2 separate regions of the Urocitellus parryii genome follow, and region 1 is linked to region 2. The links are chromatin contacts, called in public Hi-C maps. All regions are on one chromosome and are shown on one strand. The core of a region is the stretch at or near the end of the contact, and the rest is flanking DNA. Distances in the headings are between cores, read along the strand shown.

What was found. A called contact is a pair of places that touch in the nucleus more often than the background predicts.
Region 1: a contact with region 2 is called in a Hi-C map of liver, with 8 times the contacts expected there. The contact joins the promoter of Hs3st3a1 here to the promoter of LOC113197192 in region 2. A contact is called at or near these places in 2 of 2 Hi-C or Micro-C datasets (liver and muscle).

The regions. Positions count from the first base shown.
Region 1 is chr7:124,436,490-124,441,228 of mUroPar1.hap1, forward strand. It overlaps Hs3st3a1 (heparan sulfate-glucosamine 3-sulfotransferase 3A1), which reads left to right and starts at 2,815. Exons shown (of 2, transcript XM_026390660.2): 1 at 2,815-3,416. The coding sequence starts at 2,815.
Region 2 is chr7:123,790,537-123,795,749 of mUroPar1.hap1, forward strand. LOC113197192 (heparan sulfate glucosamine 3-O-sulfotransferase 3B1) reads right to left here and starts at 3,445. Exons shown (of 2, transcript XM_026409420.2): 1 at 2,892-3,445. The coding sequence starts at 3,445.

The sequences.
Region 1 (4,739 bases), core at 1,565-4,064, 650 kb after region 2:
CAGAACATAAATGACCTCAATAATTTTTGTACTGACTACAATGTTAAAAGCACACATTTAGAGATGAGAAGTAGTTTTACCTGTTTTTTACTTGCTTTTTAGATTATAAAATTCAGTCAAAACTTTTAAGTTACCTACATGGCTCATATTTGTGACTTATAATGCACAGAGCTGCCTTAGATGTGTGAGGGATGGTGAGAATCATATTTCCAACCCAGTATGAGTCTTTAATACCCACATAAAAGAAATACCCATGCTTGCAATGAGAAAGCAGGAACACACCATATCAGATCACATTGGAGCTACAAACAAACTTGGAGCCCAACATTTTCCAGATGAGGAAACCCAGCCATGTTTGTAAGCATGTATGGAATTGCACGCTTTTGGTTTCAAATGGTCTTTGTTTTCTTCCTTTAGCAAAGCAGGCTCAAATAATTGGAGAAAAGTTTGGGAATGTATTAAACTTAAAGCTAGTATTAAATCTCAACTGGTTTGTCAATATCCAATTTTAGGACACAAGAGGATATTAAAGTTTGCAGGATTTGCTGTTCATTCTCATAAAAGTCCAAAGGTCTATAACATCAGAATGTAATCATTGATGGCGGGATGGTAGTTGATACATAAAACCATATCCAGCAGTGAGTACTTTTCTAGCAGGGAACAAATACATCCTTTCCATCCAAGCCCAGAGTTAGGTTCCCCTTTAAAGGCGACTTCCACTTCCAAGGCCAAGTAGAATATCGGAAGTAAAATGAGGGAAAATACATCAAGCCCCAACACTAGGCAACAGGAATTCCTAATGAATTTCCTTACACCTGGGTGGTGTTGCAGCTGTGGCCTCTCCAGAAAACTGCCTCCACAATTTAGAGGGATTGGAATGAAGCTGCCAGGCCACCACCCACATTGCAAAGTGTCCTGGGGAGACAAGGAAGCCTAGAAAAAAAGGAACAAATAGGACTGGAACAAAAACCCCACCTCATGCGGGTTCCACCGGCCACCTCCTGCCATTAAACAGCAAGGCGGTAGGTATCCTTTTCAGACCTGCTCTCTGGGGAGTGTGTGAAGAGGATATAGGGTCAGGGAAGGCAAGAGAAAGAGGAAATCTCTGTTTATGAAAGGGCATTTAACCCCTTGAAGCACACGAGCGCTCGCGCGCGCACACACATAAACACATACACACAACATTAACTAAAAGACATTTCATAAAAAACTGGGCATACGGATTTGGAATCAGAGCTGATTTTAAAAAAATCTTTAATTTTTGTCTGATTTATTTTCTGGTTCACTTCTAGGCTCTGAAGGATCTTGGATCATTCTAAATAAATTCAAGGGAGCCCCCCCCATTTATATATATATATATATATATATATATATATATATATATATATATATATATATATATAAACTTTGTTCGAGGGCCCGCAAAGGACAGCCGTTGCGATAAATTCAGTTTGCCCCAGACAAATGGAGACATGGCTTGCAGCATGATACTGGGCACCGCTGCAAAAAAAACTTCCAAAGGTTCAGGAGATAGAAGGACCAAGGCGATGGGAAGGGGTAAGGGGTTGACCGATGTGGAAGCAGAAGCAGGAGGGAGGCAGATCGCCGGGAATCTGGAAAGGATCAAGGGTGCAAAGTTCTGAGCAGAGTTGGAAAGGTTTGGCAACCCCTAAACGAGCGAGCGGCCCTCTGGGTGGAAGGCAGGCCCTAGGGATAGGACTGGCGCTAGCTGTCAGTCAGACAATCCCCGAGCCCCGGCAGCCCCCAGTTCCGCTGTCTGGAAAGGGGCAAGACAATCGAGAGTGAGCTGGATCAGTGAGGAAGGGGCGTCTCCCCTATCGCCCCCGCCCTCTCCAGTGCCATTGGGCCGCCGCTGTGGAGCCCGCGCCACCTTTTCTCCATCTCACCCCGCCCGCCCGACTGGCCCAGCCCCTACGCCGCGGTCTGCGCCCCATTGCGCTGGTCCGGGGGCTGGTCCCGCCCGGGCCGTTGACGTCACCGCCAAGTTTGCTGCCCTCCGCGCCCCACGTGTAGCTGCGGCGGCCTGGGAGGCGGCAGTGGAGCGCCTGCGAGAACTGGGACCGCAGCCGCTGACAGGTCCCGCGCAGCCAGCCTGTGCCACGCGGCTCACAGGTGGGGCCCAAGAACAGTTTGCAGCCTCCTGGAGCGCACCAAGCTGGGTGGACTGCTCGGGGCGTAGGCCTTCTGGGTCACTCTCGGACAGAGGGACTAGGGGGCACCTCGCACCAGGAGGATCCAAGCCCAGACCTAGAGGGCGCGCCCAGTCGGGCAAGGAGACCAGAGGAAGCAGGGTCTGGGGCACAGTCGCTCAACGCTGTCTGGAGCGCACGCAGCTCAGCGGCCCTGGAGCCGCGCGTCCCTTCTACGGGGACCAAACCCAGAATGCACGACCTCTGAGGGAGATCCGCGGGAGAGGACGCTCAGGATCTGGGCTGAGTCGCACTTCTTCGCCACTATCCCAGCGACTCCTAGGGAACTGGGGCGCGAGCGCTGCCCCCAAGCCTCAAGATTTGGGCGAGTTTAAGACCTAAGACGATGGTTTCTTAAGCACGGCATCGGTCCCCCCCTCTTCTCCCCTTCGACTGGAGGCAGGGATCCCGCTCAGGGCTCCCGGTGCTCGGTTCCCTGGAGGAGCCCGGCTGCCGCCTCCCAGGGTAGCTCGCACCGCCGCAGGGGCGCACAGCCTATGTGGCCTCGGTCCAGAGCGCAGGCCCGCTTAGGGGATGTCATGGCACCTGGCGGAGTACCGGCCTAGCATGGCCCGCGCGCTGCCCCAAGTCGCCTCCGGCTAGGATGGCCCCTCCGGGCCCAGCCGGCGCCCACCCCACCTCGATCGAGCCGTTGTCCCGCAGCATCTTCCGGAAGTTCTTACTGATGCTCTGCTCCCTGCTCACGTCCCTTTACGTCTTCTACTGCTTGGCCGAGCGCTGCCAGACCCTGTCCGGCCCCGTCGTGGGGCTGTCGGTCGGCGGCCAGGAGGCGGGGGCCCCAGGTCGAGGCGTCCTGGCCGGAGGCCCGAGGGAGCTAGCGGTGTGGCCCGCGGTGGCGCACAGAAAGCGTCTCCTGCAACTGCAGCAGTGGCGGAGACGCCGTCCTCCCGTGCCGCGAGACGACGGCGACGACGAGGCAGCCTGGGTAGAGGAGACCCCTGGCCTGGCAGCCAGTCCCGGAGGTTCAGGGGCGGGAAGCAGCGTGGCTGAGGCTCCGCCGGGGACCTTGGCTCTACTTTTGGACGAAGGCAGCAAGCAGCTGCCGCAGGCCATCATCATCGGCGTGAAGAAGGGCGGCACACGGGCTCTGCTGGAGTTCCTGCGCGTACACCCCGACGTGCGCGCTGTGGGCGCGGAGCCCCACTTCTTCGATCGCAGCTACCACAAGGGACTCGCTTGGTATCGGTGAGCGGGCGCAGGCCCTGGCGGGGAGAGTCAGAGCGCAGGGGGGCTGGGCTGGTGGAGACTCCTGAGAGCCTTTGGAACCACTAGGTTCCACATTTCCCTCCCCGCTTCTTGCCGAAGGCAAACCCGACTCTAAGTTGAGGAAAAGAAACCCATTCCTCAAAGTACCTTCTCTTCTGAGGGAGCGGGGAGGTGGGTGTTGAAGGAGGGAGCGAGTGGGAGGGAAATTTTTGTCTTAATAATTTTGGAACTTGGGATTCCCTTTCCCCAAAGCCAGTCTCATCTCTTTTCTCCTGCTCTGTGAAAATATGCGCGTATTTAGCTAAAGGGGGTGGGGGGATCGCCCCCCACTGCCTCCTGAGCCCCATAGTTAGAAACCTGTTCATCATTACTAAGTTACCTCTCCCAAGGAAATCTGTTTTTATTTCTTCTTTATCTTTTGGGCAATTGCCTTCGACTAACACAGTCCTTACCATCAGGTATTTATTTACCTTGACGCTTTGCCAGATAGTTATCCGAGGTGGTAAGTCATATAGAGACACAGTGCAAGTGGCGGAGAGTGGACATAGTTTGGATAATCTAAGTCTCAGCAAGTGCCAGCAACCAGTCACCAAGTTTTAAAGAAGCTTCCTTGGTAATCACTTTTGTTTGGGGCGAGGAGTGAGTTCGGTAAAGGGCTTTTGATATTTATAGGGAAAAGGAACTTTTGTCTCTGGACTAGCAAAAAGTTTTCTAAGGAGCTTCCAGCAATCCTTTTTACAAATAAGGTAGCTAATTTTAAAAGGTGGTGAGGATATGAAAAGTAAAAAAGTACATTGTGGAAAACTCTGAGAATACAGTTTAGGAAATAAGTCTCATTTAGACATTAATGTTCAATTTGTCAATCTCTTCAAATTTAGGCCACCTTTAATAAAGGAATTGGCCAAACTCATAAATTGTAGTGTCACCTGGATTTTGTTTGCCATAAAATATTGACTTTTTTTTTTCTTCCCTCCGAGTACAAGGAGAAATTATGGGACTACATAACTTTTACTTTATAAAGTTTATTGTGTTCATAAAATATTCATTCTTGTTATTTTAACTGAAACAATATTATCAAGAGTTACAACACAATTTACATATACTCCAAAAGTCTGCTCAATTAACCATTCATTCACCAAACAGAAATGGACATAATTTGACAAGTTTATTTACTTGAGGGGTCAAGCACACCCTCAGATTGATTTCAGAAGCCGAATTTATAGTAATTCAGCTCATGAGGAAAGGTTTGGTCCTAAAAATCATATCCAAACATTGAATGCTTTTAAAAGAGTAACTTTCCAT
Region 2 (5,213 bases), core at 2,195-4,694:
TAGTGTCTCATGAGGACAAGTGGAAGGAGCTACAATCAAATTCCGAGACGTCATGCAAATCCGTCCAGGCCCTGGGCTACTGGGTTAGGCCACTGGCGGGGCTGTGGATCACCCCATTAAACCCATTAACGACGGCTCAGACAGCCGTGACCTGGTTCTCCAACAGATTAGGAGGCTGACCCTTGGGCTCAACCATCCAGGCTCATAGATTTTTGTCTTAAATGCCTTTCAAATGTCTCCCTTTCTCATAGATTCTCATTTTGAGGACTTGTTTAAAACATTTTCGGAATTGCATCTTTCTTTCTGCTTAATTATTATTTATACTCTTCTCCAATTGGCCGCCTGAGCTTACCGACAGCTCAGGTACAATGGAGCTCACGTCTTAGGTGGAGCAGGGATTTTTCGAGGAGAGGGAACTCCATCGAGGGCGAAGGGGGAACCCCAAACATTGGCTCTTAACGTATAGCACCCTGGGTCAGGCGTCCTAACGGTGTTGGGTTTAAAGTTAAAACGGTCACCTTCAAAATAACTGTTAAGTCCACATATTTGCTCAGAATATTTTAAATTAGTTTAAAATTTGTAATTAAGCAGATAGTATTTAAAATATTTAATTTCCTTTAAGAAAAAAAAAAAAAAACGACCAACCCTGCGGCCGCGCCAGACACGCCTGGTGGGACAATCAGGGAACCCTTGCAGTTTGCATCTCCCAGGTCGCGGCCGCGGGCTCTGTACCTCCTATGGTACCTCCGCGTTGCGACAGTCCTGCTAGTCAGTCTTTTTAGTTAGATAGCTCGGAAGGATGATTAACCTAGCGCCTCTGGCGACTTGCCTTAGTCCGCTCGGCCAAATGCAGCCACTCCCAGGGCAGCTCCCAGGCGAGGACCCGGCCCGGCCCGTAGCTCCCAGGCTGCGCTCCCGGCTGCAGGAGCGCGACCAGGGTTTCCAGCGTGACTTTATTCAGAGTTTTTGAATCGATCAAAAGGAACGTGGCAGGTGGAGGGCCGCCGCCTAGGAGATTTCGTGAATCTCCCGGTGGGGGATTTCCACAGCCTGCTCCAGGTGCTTCTAGAACTGACATCAAGGGTTCGGTTATTTTCCTTTCCGTTCCTCCCAACCCGGCCTGCAAGAGTGTCTGATCTCAGAAAATCCCGGGCTGCCTCCGGCTTTGTTGGGCTCCACCTTAGAAGGGCTCTCTAGTTATAGCCTGCCATCCCGCTCCACTCCCGGAACCACCATCCCAGGAGGAGGAGGGGGTGGCTATGGTGAAGAAATAACATCCAATCAATGACAATAGCTAACAATTAAAGAGTCCCCAAGTGCCAGCCAAGCACCTGACTACACCAATGCATTCACTTCCCCCGGCTTTGCGGAGAACCAGTATCATCCCCACTGCACGGATGAGAGCACCGAGGCTCAGAGTTCTCTAGTCAGGACGTGAATTCAGGCGGTGTCTTGGAAATAGTGAGAAGAGCGGCTGTCACGGCTGGCTAAATCTCTAGACTTAGGCAACTCCTGACAATAATAAAAAAACATTAAAGACAATGAGTAGGGGGGAGGACGCGGCTGGGAAAGGAGCGGTTTTAATCCTAAGGTCAGTCACTGTTTTTTTTTTTTTTTTTCTCCCATCCTATCCAGATCCAGAGAAATGCAGTGGAGACAGGAAGTGGGGTTCGGTTAGGTTCTCCCCTTTTGTTTTCTTAAGTCTCCAGCCTCTTTGAAGCTAACCGGTATTGGAAAAATGCCGGAGACTCGAGGAGTAGTGTAGGCTGAGGGATGGTGACCAGAGAGATGGAATGAGGACCAGTGCCTGGGCCCATTAATCAGAAAACCGGGTTTCCGGAGCCTGGAGCCTGTCTCCCACCCCAACCACTCACCCCAAAAGACCAGTAGCTGGAGGGAAGCAATAGGCAGAGGTCGTAATTATGACCTTGGGGCCTCTGTCCCTCTGGAACTGGACTCACAACTCTATTTGAGAGCACAATTTCCGGAAGCCGCAACTTCTAGGCAACCCTCATTTCTTGATCAATGGGCCCGAATATTCTTTGCGCCCTGACTTGAACGGGGGCGGCGGAGACCAGAGATCGTGTCCCTTTACCGAGGCCTGGGAGGCGGAAACCTACGGGCTGTGCCCGGGGCGCTCCGGTTCCTTCAAAGCTGCGCGCCGCTAGGGCGGGCAGGCTGCAGTGCGCGCCTTTGCCCGACAGGGACCAGCACCGCTCCACGCTCGGCGCGCCACAGCCAGCAGAGGCGCAGAGCCACCCGCCCAGCTCACCCTCCCCAGCCCTAGCAGCTCGCGAGCGCGGCGGGTCTGACCCCCTTCGGGTTCCGGTAACAAGAAGGACTGTAACAAAAAAGTTAACAGACTCTCGGCAGCCTTGGCAGGATGCCGTGGTCTCCACCCCCCTCCCCATCTGGGGAGCAGAAGCGGCTCTAGAAGTTGGTCTAGGGAGGAGACTGCTATCCAAGAGGCGTAGAACACTCCTCCCAGTGTCCCTGTCTCCGGAGAGGAAAAAGAAAAAAAAAAAAAAACACTACCAACACTGGATTGATTGATGGGTGACACTGCCAGGGTTAGACGATAGCCCGCTTCCCTAAGCGCTTTTCAATCGCTGCCACGCTTCCTTGCGACGAAGTCGCCTAGTAATTTTTCAGGGCACCACGGACCACTGAGTTCTCCGTAAGAAGTTTCTGTAGGTAGTAGCCAGACTCCAGCAAGGAGTAACCTGGACCGCGCGGGGGCGGGATTCTCGACGCTACTAGCCTGCATTACCCGGTCATCCTCTGTCCCTCCCAGCCATGGTGCCCCCAACCATCTTCCCAACATGTGCCTGGTTTCCCTTCCTCATGGTCTGGGTCGCGGCCGGTGACCCTGGCCCCGTCAAATAACTCACCGATACCAGGCTAGACCCTTGTCATAGCTGCGGTCGAAGAAGTGGGGCTCCGCGCCCACGGCGCGCACGTCGGGATGCACACGCAAGAACTCCAACAGGGCCCTCGTGCCGCCCTTCTTCACGCCGATGATAATGGCCTGCGGCAGCTGCTTGGTCCCTGACCCACTAAAGAAGCTGGAGATGGAGCTGGGGGAGTCAGGCGTTTCGCGACTCTGCTCTTCTAGGCTCGCGGCGCCCTCCACCATCTCCTTGCCAGCAGCCAATGCGGTGGCCGGCGGTGCCCGGAAAGGCAACCTGGGGGGCGTCCCATTTGGAGCTGTGGCCAGGGCTGGCGGGGCGTGTGCAGTGCGGGACCCCGAACCCAACAGCAGTAGCCCGGGAGCGGCGGCGCAAGAGCCGGCGCACGAGTACAGGAACATGTAGAGCCAGACGCAGAGCATGGCGAAGAGCAGCGCAAGCTTCCTCCTCACCGGTGGCGGGGGCGTTGGAGGCTGCGGCAGGAACCGCCCGGGGACATCGAGGCAGGATCGGCCGCCGCTCAGGCGCTGCCCCATGCGATGCCCGCGGGCGCGGCCAGGGACATGGCTCAGCACATGGCGCAGGTCTGGCAGGAGCAGTGAGCACGGTGAGGGTCCCTTGACCCTCTGGAAGCCGGGCTGCTCGGTTTATTGCCCCCGCGTACCCGCGGTTGCCACTCCTGCTGCTGCTGCTGCTGCTCTTCCCCAGGTGGCGGCGGCAGCTGTAGCGGCGGCGGCTCTTGACATGTTGCCCGGGAGGAGCAGCAACTGGAACGGAAAGTCAGAGCAGCGGTAATTGCTGGTAGAAGGGCTGTTATTGCCGTGCCATGACCCGCGCTGGGCCAGAAGAACGCTGCACTCCCGCGCCCTGGTCACTCTGGACGGTGCGCACAACCGCTCGCCGGGGCTGCCTTTTAGCAGTCCAGAGAACTAATCCTTGAGAGCAGCCCCGGCACTTGCCCGCAGAGGCTGCGGAGGAGAACTGCGCAGGAAGGGAGCTGGGGACTGAGGTGGAGTGGGCGGGACCGGTCTTCGGGAGTGACAGGCCGTTCTACCTACCAGAAACCCGGAACACCATGCAAATGCAGGCGCTTTGCCGAGGGCTAAACAGCCAATCTTCTCTCGGAACGTGGGGGTGTGGAAAGGGTTCGGGGCGGTGGAGAGTGGTTGGGGATTGTTATTGGCTGCAGGACTCAAGGGGCGGTTTTAGAGAGGCGGGGCCGGGGACTGGTGACAGGAGCAGATGGTGGGAAGGATGCTGGAGTGACCAGACGCTGAGAGAAGTCCTATTCCATTGAGTGGTGCGCTCCGCACCCGCGCGCCTTTCCGCACTCGCTCCCCGGAGCCAACCATGGCTGTAGTTGCCTAGATGTCGGGACGTAAGTCCCCATCCAGATGTTTCTTAGGCAGGTTCGGGATGTGTCTGTGTTGCAGTCAGGGTTGGAGGAGGGAAAACTGGGAGAGAGAGGCACCAGCTACCCAAACCGCCCATCTCACACCAGAGACGCAGAGACAGGGCCCTTCCCGGAGAGGAACAGATTTAGGAAGTTTGAGGGGGAAATTTGTTTGGAAATCGCTGGCAACTCACTCCTCCTGGTCTTTCCCCCTCATTCTTGGCCAGGCGTGATCTCCCCTGGCCTGCCCGTGAACTGGGATCGGCGTAGTAAACTGTCCTCAAGACAAATCTCCAACCTCCCAAGCTGGTTGGGGAGGGGGAAAGGAAAGAAGGCAAAAATAACAGGGAGATAGAGTCTGATTTTTAAAGTTTCCTGGTAGAAACATGTGAGTTACGTATGGGAGGCTTTATCTGTATATGACTTTGTTGAAAACTTTAGGTTTGAGAAAATATTCTCTCTTCCCTTTTTCCTGAATAAATATTAGAGTCAACATTCACCACCCTCCCCCCCCCCCCAGTTAGGAGACAATGGCTGACATATGACACTGCTTGTTAGGTGTCATTTTTCGCCACCAACTTTTTTGTTAAATTCAAGCGCCAACTTGGAGCAAATCAGTTGACCATTAAATGAGACGCAGTTATTAAACAGCCAAAGTCTACTCCAAGCCGCCCTACCCCGCGTTCTCTTCCCCGACTGGGAAGCGGGTCTTCACGGCAACCTACCCGCTCCCTGGAGGGAAGCGCGGGCGGGAGGTGCCTCACTCTTGCTCAATTCTTGCACAGGCATTTGGAATTAGGAAGTTCGAGATTGTCAAGTTCATCGCGGTGGTGTTCAGGAAGTTTTTGATGCCTGCAACAGTGCCTCTGCGGGACCAGCTGGCCTCCAACGCCCGGCTGCCCGCAGTTCCG